Linked DNA regions of Sus scrofa: all the other regions are linked to region 1. A link is a contact called in public promoter capture Hi-C and targeted proximity ligation data. All regions are on one chromosome and are shown on one strand. The core of a region is the stretch at or near the end of the contact, and the rest is flanking DNA. Distances in the headings are between cores, read along the strand shown. Region 1 has its middle 170 kb from the start of DYRK2. Region 2 has its middle 22 kb from the start of DYRK2. Region 3 holds the start of DYRK2 (dual specificity tyrosine-phosphorylation-regulated kinase 2).

Region 1 (2,915 bases), core at 411-2,910:
AGTAAGATCTTCATGTGGTATGTTGAGAACACAGAGGAGATGTGCTAAGAAACTTCCTGTAAGAGGTGACTGCTAAATGAAGTCATAAATGATAAGTTCAAGTTATCCGGATCTGGGCTGGTTAGAAGGCAGAAGCAGAGTCATCTATGCTATAAAACCCCCAGTGCAATGGTGTTGATAGAGTGTGAGGTAGGGTATGAGGAGAGGACAGGCCGGTGCAGCTGGAGCACGGGAATGGGGGGATGGGTTCCAATAAACCCGACTCAAACTCTATTTTCCCCTCTGTTCCCATCTAAATGAACAAACACACAGATTGGAGGGTCCCAGGAGCTGATCTCCAGGCATTACACACTTATTTGCAGTCTCCAAGACACAAACTGCACTGAAAACCCTCTCTGACCTAAGGACCATTTCCTACTCTGCCCTGTGAGGTTCAATGCATGGGAGGAAGAGGGGAGCTCCAGAGGGGAGCCTCCAGATCACCTGCTTAATACTCTGCCCCAGACTTCAAATTATGGGTAAAACACTTGTGAAATGTCATGGGCCCACCTTTCCTCTGCTCAGCCTCTTCCCCGAATCCAGCTCTTCTTCTTCAACCTGGAAAGGCCTGGGAAGAGGACACTGTCTGATTTCTCCTTCTTCCATTGTGTTTTTAATATTAATTCCAGTGATTTACAATCCATCATTTACGTTCAGTGCAACCAATATCCCTTTTAAGATAATCCCAAGCCTTTAGAAAACCCACTTCTGTTTTAAGCAGATCAGCCAATAGGATTCATTCATTCATTCAACAACCATTTAACTAGTAGTTGTATTGGGCATGACTCTGGAGTCTGGAGACTCAAAGATGAAGAGATGTGGTCCCTACTCCTTTGCTGCTCACAGTCTAGTGGAAGAAGCTCTAGGACATGGAAATCTCTTAGGTGAGGGCAGTGATGAAGCCACTGTGGACCTTCTTGAAATGTAGTCACCTGCAGGCTTACAACTGTACAATCTTGGGCCCCTCTTCCTGATCTATGAAATCAAAACTTAGGAGGCAGAGCCAGGAATCTGGGCCCTGCCTTCCTCTCCACAATGCCCCTCTTCTGCTTAGGGAACTACTTGGAGTCACAGGAAACATCAGTCCATTCCAATATGAAGTGAAATACTATTTTATCATGTAATGGCCCCACCAGACACTTCTCCTTAAAATCACAGAGATGGATGGTTTCACGAAGATGGGCGTGGCATGGACTAGACTGCCCAGAATCATTTCAGTGTCAGCATATAAGGAATCAAAGAGATCATGTCCTCTCTCTCTCCATCCTGCTCTCTACCCTTGGAGGAAAAAAAAAAAAAAAAAAGAATCATAGCAGCTTGGCTGTTCAGCTAAGAAGCAGGAGCCCCAGAGTTATTTCAGTGCGTGAGAATGGAAATGGGATAAACTGAAACAATAAAAACTTGAATGTTTAAGAAAGTCAAGGCAAGGAGGAGAGATCACCATCCGGGCATGTGAGTTCTGCAACCCTGCCGTAGTTCTAAACCAATTCAAGCACATTGCTTGCTTTCTGAAGTCCTAGCAAAATGGATCTTGCCACCAGCAGCCGTTTCAGAGCTCCTGGCCGCCTTTTTTTGGCTTATTGCCACATGTCATTAGTGACCTATTTTCACTGCAGCAAGAACAGCCATGTCTGCAGGCCCCTGAATCAGCAGTTTCTCCTCCGCTCACTAACTCCAGGCTGGCAAAGCTGATACCAGTGTCATCGAAAGTGCCACCCCCACACTCTCCCCAGAGGTGGGGAGGGCACCATTGTGTTACAATGTCCGCTCTGACCCCAGGCTGTCCTGAGAGTCCAGCTGTCAGGTCTCCTCGGAATAAGCAGCTGAACTTGGAATTATCTTGGCCTAATAATTAATCAGGACTAAAAATAGCTCCAAACTGCCTGGGCTTTGCTTAATTCCTACCCAGGTGGGAAAGGTAGTTTTTAAAAACTAATTGCAAAACCCTATTTTGTAAGGCTTTGCACTGAAATATAATTATCTAACACACCAGCTTGAAAGACAATTCACAGTTAATCTGGTGCTCTAAAATAAATAGGTAATGCTGTCTTTTGCATTGCACATTGATCTGAAATCATCAATTCTTGGTGGATATTAAATGACGCCGGGAATTTTACTCAGAATCTTCTAAGAATATCCTCAAATTCACGGAAAGAAAATAGCCATTGGCTTAAAGAGCTGCAAAAGATAGCCCGTTGCCAGGCAGATTAGACAATGAGTCAAGTTCCACAAGAGGGCGCTCTCTCCACTCGTCCTTCTAGTCAAAGAAACCAGTTCTGCATTTCTCCGCGCTTAGGCGGCTCTTGGCTTTGCCCTCTGCAAACAGCGTGCTCCTAAGAGCAAATGCTTGGTGTCCCTGATGAATGGTGCTTCCGTGATCGCTTTCTGGCTGAGATCATCAGGCAAATGTAATCTCTGCGATATCCGACAAGCAACTTCAAAATGAAAGGAAATCAAGCAAAACATTCAAAATAAAAGGGAAAATATAAACAGGACTAGATTGACTTCTCATAGTCACCTACACTTGTGCGCTCATTTTTGTGATATTCTAATGAGCATATGACATGAAAGTACACTTATCACAGTGATCCATGTCTGGCCCAAAGTCAGAAAGAGGCACCAACCCAGTATTGACAGTCGGGGCGGGGCGCGGGTGGAGGGTGGGGGGGCAGGTGTATTTCAGGAGGCTCCTCACCCTCCTGTCTCTCCTCCCTCCCTGTGCAGCCTCACCTCCCACCCAAGCAGCCCCCTGGGCTGGTCCCAAGGGCCAGTACTTCCTGCTGGATCCCTGGCCTCCATTCATATCCCCTTTTCTCTCTGTTGCTTGTCTTACCTCCTCCAAGACATTCAGGGAGGACTAGCTGGTGAATGAAAGA
Region 2 (2,875 bases), core at 307-2,806, 150 kb before region 1:
ACCTTAGAAGTATTGCCATAGATGCACAGGATAAATATTTCACGTAAAAATCAGGAGTTCCCGTCGTGGCTCGGTGGTTAACGAACCCGACTAGCATCCATGAAGACATGGGTTTGATCCCTGGCCTCACTCAGTGGGTTAGTAAGGATCTGGCATTTCCATGAACTGTGGTGTAGGTTGCAGACGAGGCTCAGATCCCAAGTTGCTATGGCTGTGGCGTAGGCTGGCAGCTGTAGCTCCGATTAGACCCCTAGCCTGGGAACCCCCATATGCCATGGGTGCGGCCCTAAAAAGACAAAAAATGTATATATATTTCATGTAAAATCAACAAGGAAAAGGAATGTTTGTATAAGAATCTAAACTCTATGTACCTACAAGTATCCCTGTACTAGGATGTGTCGAAGAAAACTGATGCAGATTTGCAAGTCGTGAAGAACTTGTTCAAAATCCTGGACATAGATATTCCAGGTAAAAGAACATCGCTGTTTTCACGTCTGGTGTTTCATGCTTCTGCTAGTTTCGTCCAGTGATATCCCACCTTAGTGTCAGACTTGATATAAACAAAGAAATCACTGGCTCTCTTTTTGGTGAAGGAGGCTTGTTAGTTTTTCAAAGGCAAGACATTTAATCTTGTTACTAGTAAAAAATGGGTATTGGTTCTTCTAAAAATACATGTCTTTTTTAAAAAAATTAAGTCTTTGCTCTTGAAACTTTGGAAAATCAGCCTTTCTAGAGGCCATTCCATTGTGAAGCAGTTGTGTTCAAAAACTTAGTTAGACCTTTTCCTCCTCTTGAGTCCTCATTGCATTGTTGGCTGCATTTTCTACACCTTGGTGGCCCCAGTTGGTCTCCCTCAAAAACAAGCTAAGCATGTGCGTATTCAAATCACTGTTCAGACAAAAGTGTATTTTCCCTCTAGATTCAAATCCTGGTGACTATAATGGTGCGACTGCAGAATAGTCTCCTGAAACAAAGCCACTCCAGCACGTCTAGGAGCTATGCTCAGTTCTCCAGAAAGGCAATTCCTGAAGTGCTCACCAGTTCATCCAAGGGAGCAGTTCTTTCCTCCAAAGCTGGGTTCTCACCGTGCTTCCCCCTTTTGGTGCTTTAAACTATTTTACTGGAACTCCCTCTCCCAGAAGTTGGAACCCTTGATACAAACTTGTTACTGTTTGTGATACAAATGTGTTACTGTTTTCCTGGTCTTCAGTTTAGTTGGGGGTGGACTGTAGGCTATCTTACCAAAGGTCACACAGATGTTTAGGCTCCTCCATTCAAGCAGTGAAGGCCATAGCATGAGTTCCACCCCAGCTCTAGCAGACACTTTGCACTTCAGAGCACTCCTAACTCATAAAAAGACACAGTGCTGTCACTATATAACACCCAAAAGTAAGAGGGAGGATAGGGAAGTGGGGAAATGTTTTTCTGCTAAATTACTTAGCCTGGCAATCACTTGCCTTCCTAAGTTTCTTGTGAGTCAGTCCATAATGAACCTAGTTGTGTATGAGCCAGCCGCCCTGTGGGTGAGGCTGGAAGCAGATCCTTCAGCCTCAGTTAAGCCTCAGATCTGCAGCTCCAGCTGATATGGGATTGCACCTGCTTAGTTACATGCTCACATTCTAAACTGCCTTTTAGAATGGCCAGGTCTTGTGTTCAAGGGGGCAGCTTTATGTCACTGTGGCCACCTTGATCTCCCATGGAGAGCAGCTTGACATGGGAAACTCTTATGGAAATACTCCCGAAAAACTTCTCTATTTAGCCACGCAGAAAAGGTGTCAGAGAAGATTTGAGCTTTAAACCTTAAACTTTTAGGACTGGAGGACTCGTCTCAATATTACTTCTAAATTTCATCAAACATTAAGTCGTCTGTACCGGGAAAGTGTCTCCCAACTAGATGACCATCTTGCAACATGTCTTTTTTGGTGATTTCCTCTGTTTTGGTCTATTTTTTATTTGGTTAGGAGTTGAGATATTCCGTGGAATCGAGTTAGCCTACTGAATGAATGGCTTTGATTTCCTTTCATGGGTATTCAGCTTGTGTTTACCTGATACTTTCTCCAGCTAATCCGGGGATACAGTCATTTTTCTATTATTTATATATAAGTGATATATATCTTAAGAGAACCTAATACCAAAAACATAAGCCTTTCAATGTTTTAATCTTGTAATTTATGACAGTTTTATAGAAATCTGGCAGTTAAAGTTGGATAAAGAGCCACAGTGATGTGTGTGAGTAAAGATATTTATGAGGAAGAGCTGGCCCGTGAGCAAAATTGTGAGCCAAGCCCCGGGTTTCTTTGAGGATTGACAATCTACCTCGCCCTTCCTGGCCTCTTCCGCTGGGTACCTGTGATGAATCATGACCCCAAATAAACTGGACTAGCTACTTCATCTGAAAGCTCTGGGTGTCAGGTTAAGTTATTAATATCTTCCTTTTTATAGCAGATAAGAACTGAGGCTTAAAGTAAGATGCCTTGCTCAAAGTTACACAACTTGTTAATGGCAAATGCAGGACTTTAAAGCAGGTTTTCTGGTTTAAAATTCCATACTTTTCCATATGTCAGCCGTGCCTAAACTAACACGGGTTTTATCTTTGTCTCTAAAATGATCTACAATTAAAAAATAATTGGCTTTTGAAGTTCCCGTCGTGGCTCAGTGTTTAGCGAATCCAACTAGAAACCATGAGGTTGCGGGTTCAATCCCTGGCCTTGCTCAGTGGGTTAAGGATCCGGTATTGCCGTGAACTGTGGTGTAGGTTGCAGATGCGGCTTGAATCTGGCATTGCTGTGGCTCTGGTGTAGGCCGGCGGCTACAGCTCTGATTCGACCCCTAGCCTGGGAACCTCCATATGCTGAGGGAGTGGCCCTAGAAATGG
Region 3 (2,835 bases), core at 106-2,605, 170 kb before region 1:
GGGGCGTGGAGACACTCGCATTTCGACCTCTATATCCTCTCCCGGCCGCAGGATCCCCCAAGTCCGAGGGTTCGTGCCCCGGACCCCTCCCGCCCCGTCTCCTCGCGCTGCCCGCGGGCTGGATCTCACCGTGTGGGCTGCGGCGGCAGCGTTGCTGGCCCGGAGAGGCGGCAGGGCGATGGGGGAGGGCGGGCCGGTCCCCACTCCGCTCCGGGGGGCCCCTGCACCGAGCCCCGGGGAAGCCTGAAGCTGACGAACGGCGCTGTCCCCTCCTCGGCCTGGCAGCCACGCGCGGGAGGAGACAAAAGAGGGTCAAGGGGAAGAAAGTCACCCGGACCCCGTGGCCCCGCCCCACCCCTCTGGGCTGCGGAGCCCGCTCTCCCCCGGGCAGAGCCGGGACAGTAAACGCGGGCGGTCGGGGAGCGTTGGCAGGCCGGGGACGCGGATCCCCGGCGCGCCCCCGCGGGCGGGGCTCAGGCTGCTGCAAAGTTAAGTCGGGCCCCCGCGCGCAGGCGAGTTCGTGACCCCTCAGGGGAGCCCGGCAGGGGCGAGGCCGGCGGCACACGTTGCTGGCAGCTGCAGGCGGGGACAGGGGCTGCACCGCCAGCCTGGGCGCCGCCACCGCCTCGCCGAGCCCCGGGTGGGGAGGCCCCGGACGGCCCCTGCCGGCCCGCTCGGGGGAGCCTCGGGGGCCCGCGTGCAACAATGAGCCCAGCCGAGGCGAGGGCGCGCCGTCCGCCCCAGGATCCCTGCAGCCGCCCCGCCGCGGCGCAGACTTTGTTCGAGGTCCCGTTGGCAGCAGGCTCCCGCGCCACGAGGGCCGGCCCGGGGGCCGGCTGGGGCCACGGGGGCGGGAGCCCAGGGCGGCGCGGGGCCCGGGCCTCCTTACCGGTCGGGTAGGCGGCGGGAGCGGCGGCCGAAGGTTTCCTGGTTAACATGGCCGCTGGAGAGGAAAATGCATCTCAGGGCTGCCGTCTCCGCCGCCGCCCGTCCTGCTGCTACTTCTCGCGGCCGCCACCGCCGCCGCCTCCCGGTCGCCCTTCTCGCAGATCTCCGGCGCCTCCTCGCCGCCTCGCGTCAGCTACAGCCAGACACACACAGTCCACTGCATCCCCTCCGCCCGGGCCCGCCGCCGCGAGCCCTCCACTCTCCTCGCCGCCGCCGCCGTCCTCCTCTTCCTCGGGCGGCCGCAGCACCCCCCGGCCCGTGCACATGCCTCGCCCTCCCCGGCGCGCCGCGGGCCTCCCCGATTCCCTCACATAGGGCGCGGGGGAGCGGGCTGCGCCGCCTCGGCCGACTCGCTCGGGAGCCTCCTCCCGGGCCGCGCACGCGCGCCCCCGCGCACACTCGCCAGGCGCCCGCGCGCCGCGCGGCCGGGGAGGGCAGCCCCGCCCCCGCTCCCTCCGCTGCCAAGCAGGCCCCGCCCCCGGACTCCCCCCAGCCGCGCCACACACTCTCGCGCACACCCCTCCCCCACCCAGCCACCCACCGGAGTCCCTCCCTGCCACCCAATCATCTGCATAGCCACCCCTCCACGCGCTGGAAAACTCTGCCGCCTCCACTTGCTCGCCCTCAGCTTCCCTCCGGCCATCTGCACCTCTCCCTTCGGCTCCCCAGCTAACAACCTACTCCCCTCCCCTCCCTACTCCTCCTCGGCCTCGCCCGCCCCGGCTGCACCCCGCCTTCCCTACAGCGCAACCTACCGCTGCTTCCCTCCCACCGAAATCGCTGCAGAGACCCTGCCCTCCCCTTCCGAGAGCGCCCCCAAACACATGCATTTTCAGCTTTCCTAACTTAAAAGGCCGCTCACAAACAATACTGCCCCCCCACCCCCGCCTTCCCGGTCCCAGTGGCTTAACCACCCCCTTCCCACAAGTCATCATGTACATAACTTAATTGTGCGAGGGTCACCTCGGTAAGGTAAACCCAGCCCGATGGAGGGCCTTGCCTTAGCCTGGTGACCCCGAAAGTGGGCCGAGGAGAGGGCTGCACCTCCCACCTCCACCTCTACCACACACACTCCCTCCCCGATTTACTGACACCGAGTGACCGCTCTCCAGTCGCTAGGACAAGGGGAGGTTGAGAGGCGCGTGTGGACGGCTGCCGGGGAAGCAGTTGGCTGTGGGTTGCTAGGCAAAAATAAACATCAGAGACACCTCCCATTTCCTCACTACTCAGAGTCTTTCCCCTGCGTTGCCCATGGGAGAGACACACCTTCCTGAGAGACACCTTTAATTCTTTACATCCAAGTCTTTTTCCTCTTCCCAGACAAGACACGCAGAGAATTTCCCCGTCCTCTTCATTTGCCATATACAGCCTCTTACCCTTGCAGACTGAAAAACTGCTTGCGCATCTCGAACCCGCCTCTGTCATACATGACACGCGCCTTTATCCAAAGGTCACAGGTTTTTGTCACTTCAAAAGGGGTAGAGGAGGTCAGGCAATCCCTGATGACGGAGCTGCAACACTCCTTGCCTTGCGCTTTTTGAGAGGTGCCAGATTTCTGAAGTTCTGGGGACCTGGGTCCATTATCATCTGTCTTATGTATCCTAGGGCCCCTGGCTGGACCAAGTGTGCAGGCAGAAGCTAGTATAGACTCAAATCACAACCGGGCCACCTCCTGCGGAGTCCCATCGCCTCTACTGTTTGCAAATTGTCATAACAACCTCCCAGCAAGATCACACTCAGCTTTATACAAATGCCCCCAAATGAATGTTTCAAAGTTACAGTGTGACCCTCTCAGAGTCTGCAAAGCTCTATCAGGGGGAACAAGTATAGGGTGTATTTGCAGAGGGAATAGGCGGCAAAGAGAAGAATTGTGCCTCTTGACATGTC

Evidence for each region. Promoter capture Hi-C pulls out the DNA fragments that hold promoters and counts their contacts.
Region 2: a contact with region 1 is called in a targeted proximity ligation map of skeletal muscle. A contact is called at or near these places in 1 of 47 Hi-C or Micro-C datasets (fetal heart ventricle) and 1 of 2 datasets of targeted methods (skeletal muscle).
Region 3: a promoter capture Hi-C map of liver shows a contact between it and region 1, with 5 times the contacts expected there. A contact is called at or near these places in 1 of 5 promoter capture datasets (liver), 8 of 47 Hi-C or Micro-C datasets (brain, fetal heart ventricle, fetal skeletal muscle and 2 more) and 1 of 2 datasets of targeted methods (skeletal muscle).

The regions. Positions count from the first base shown.
Region 1 is chr5:31,871,741-31,874,655 of Sscrofa11.1, reverse strand. No RefSeq gene overlaps it. Among named protein-coding and RNA genes, the nearest start is that of DYRK2, 170 kb to the left of the region's middle.
Region 2 is chr5:32,023,877-32,026,751 of Sscrofa11.1, reverse strand. No RefSeq gene overlaps it. Among named protein-coding and RNA genes, the nearest start is that of DYRK2, 22 kb to the left of the region's middle.
Region 3 is chr5:32,046,134-32,048,968 of Sscrofa11.1, reverse strand. It overlaps DYRK2 (dual specificity tyrosine-phosphorylation-regulated kinase 2), which reads right to left and starts at 1,355. Exons shown (of 3, transcript XM_021091961.1): 1 at 890-1,355; 2 at 130-278. The coding sequence starts at 938.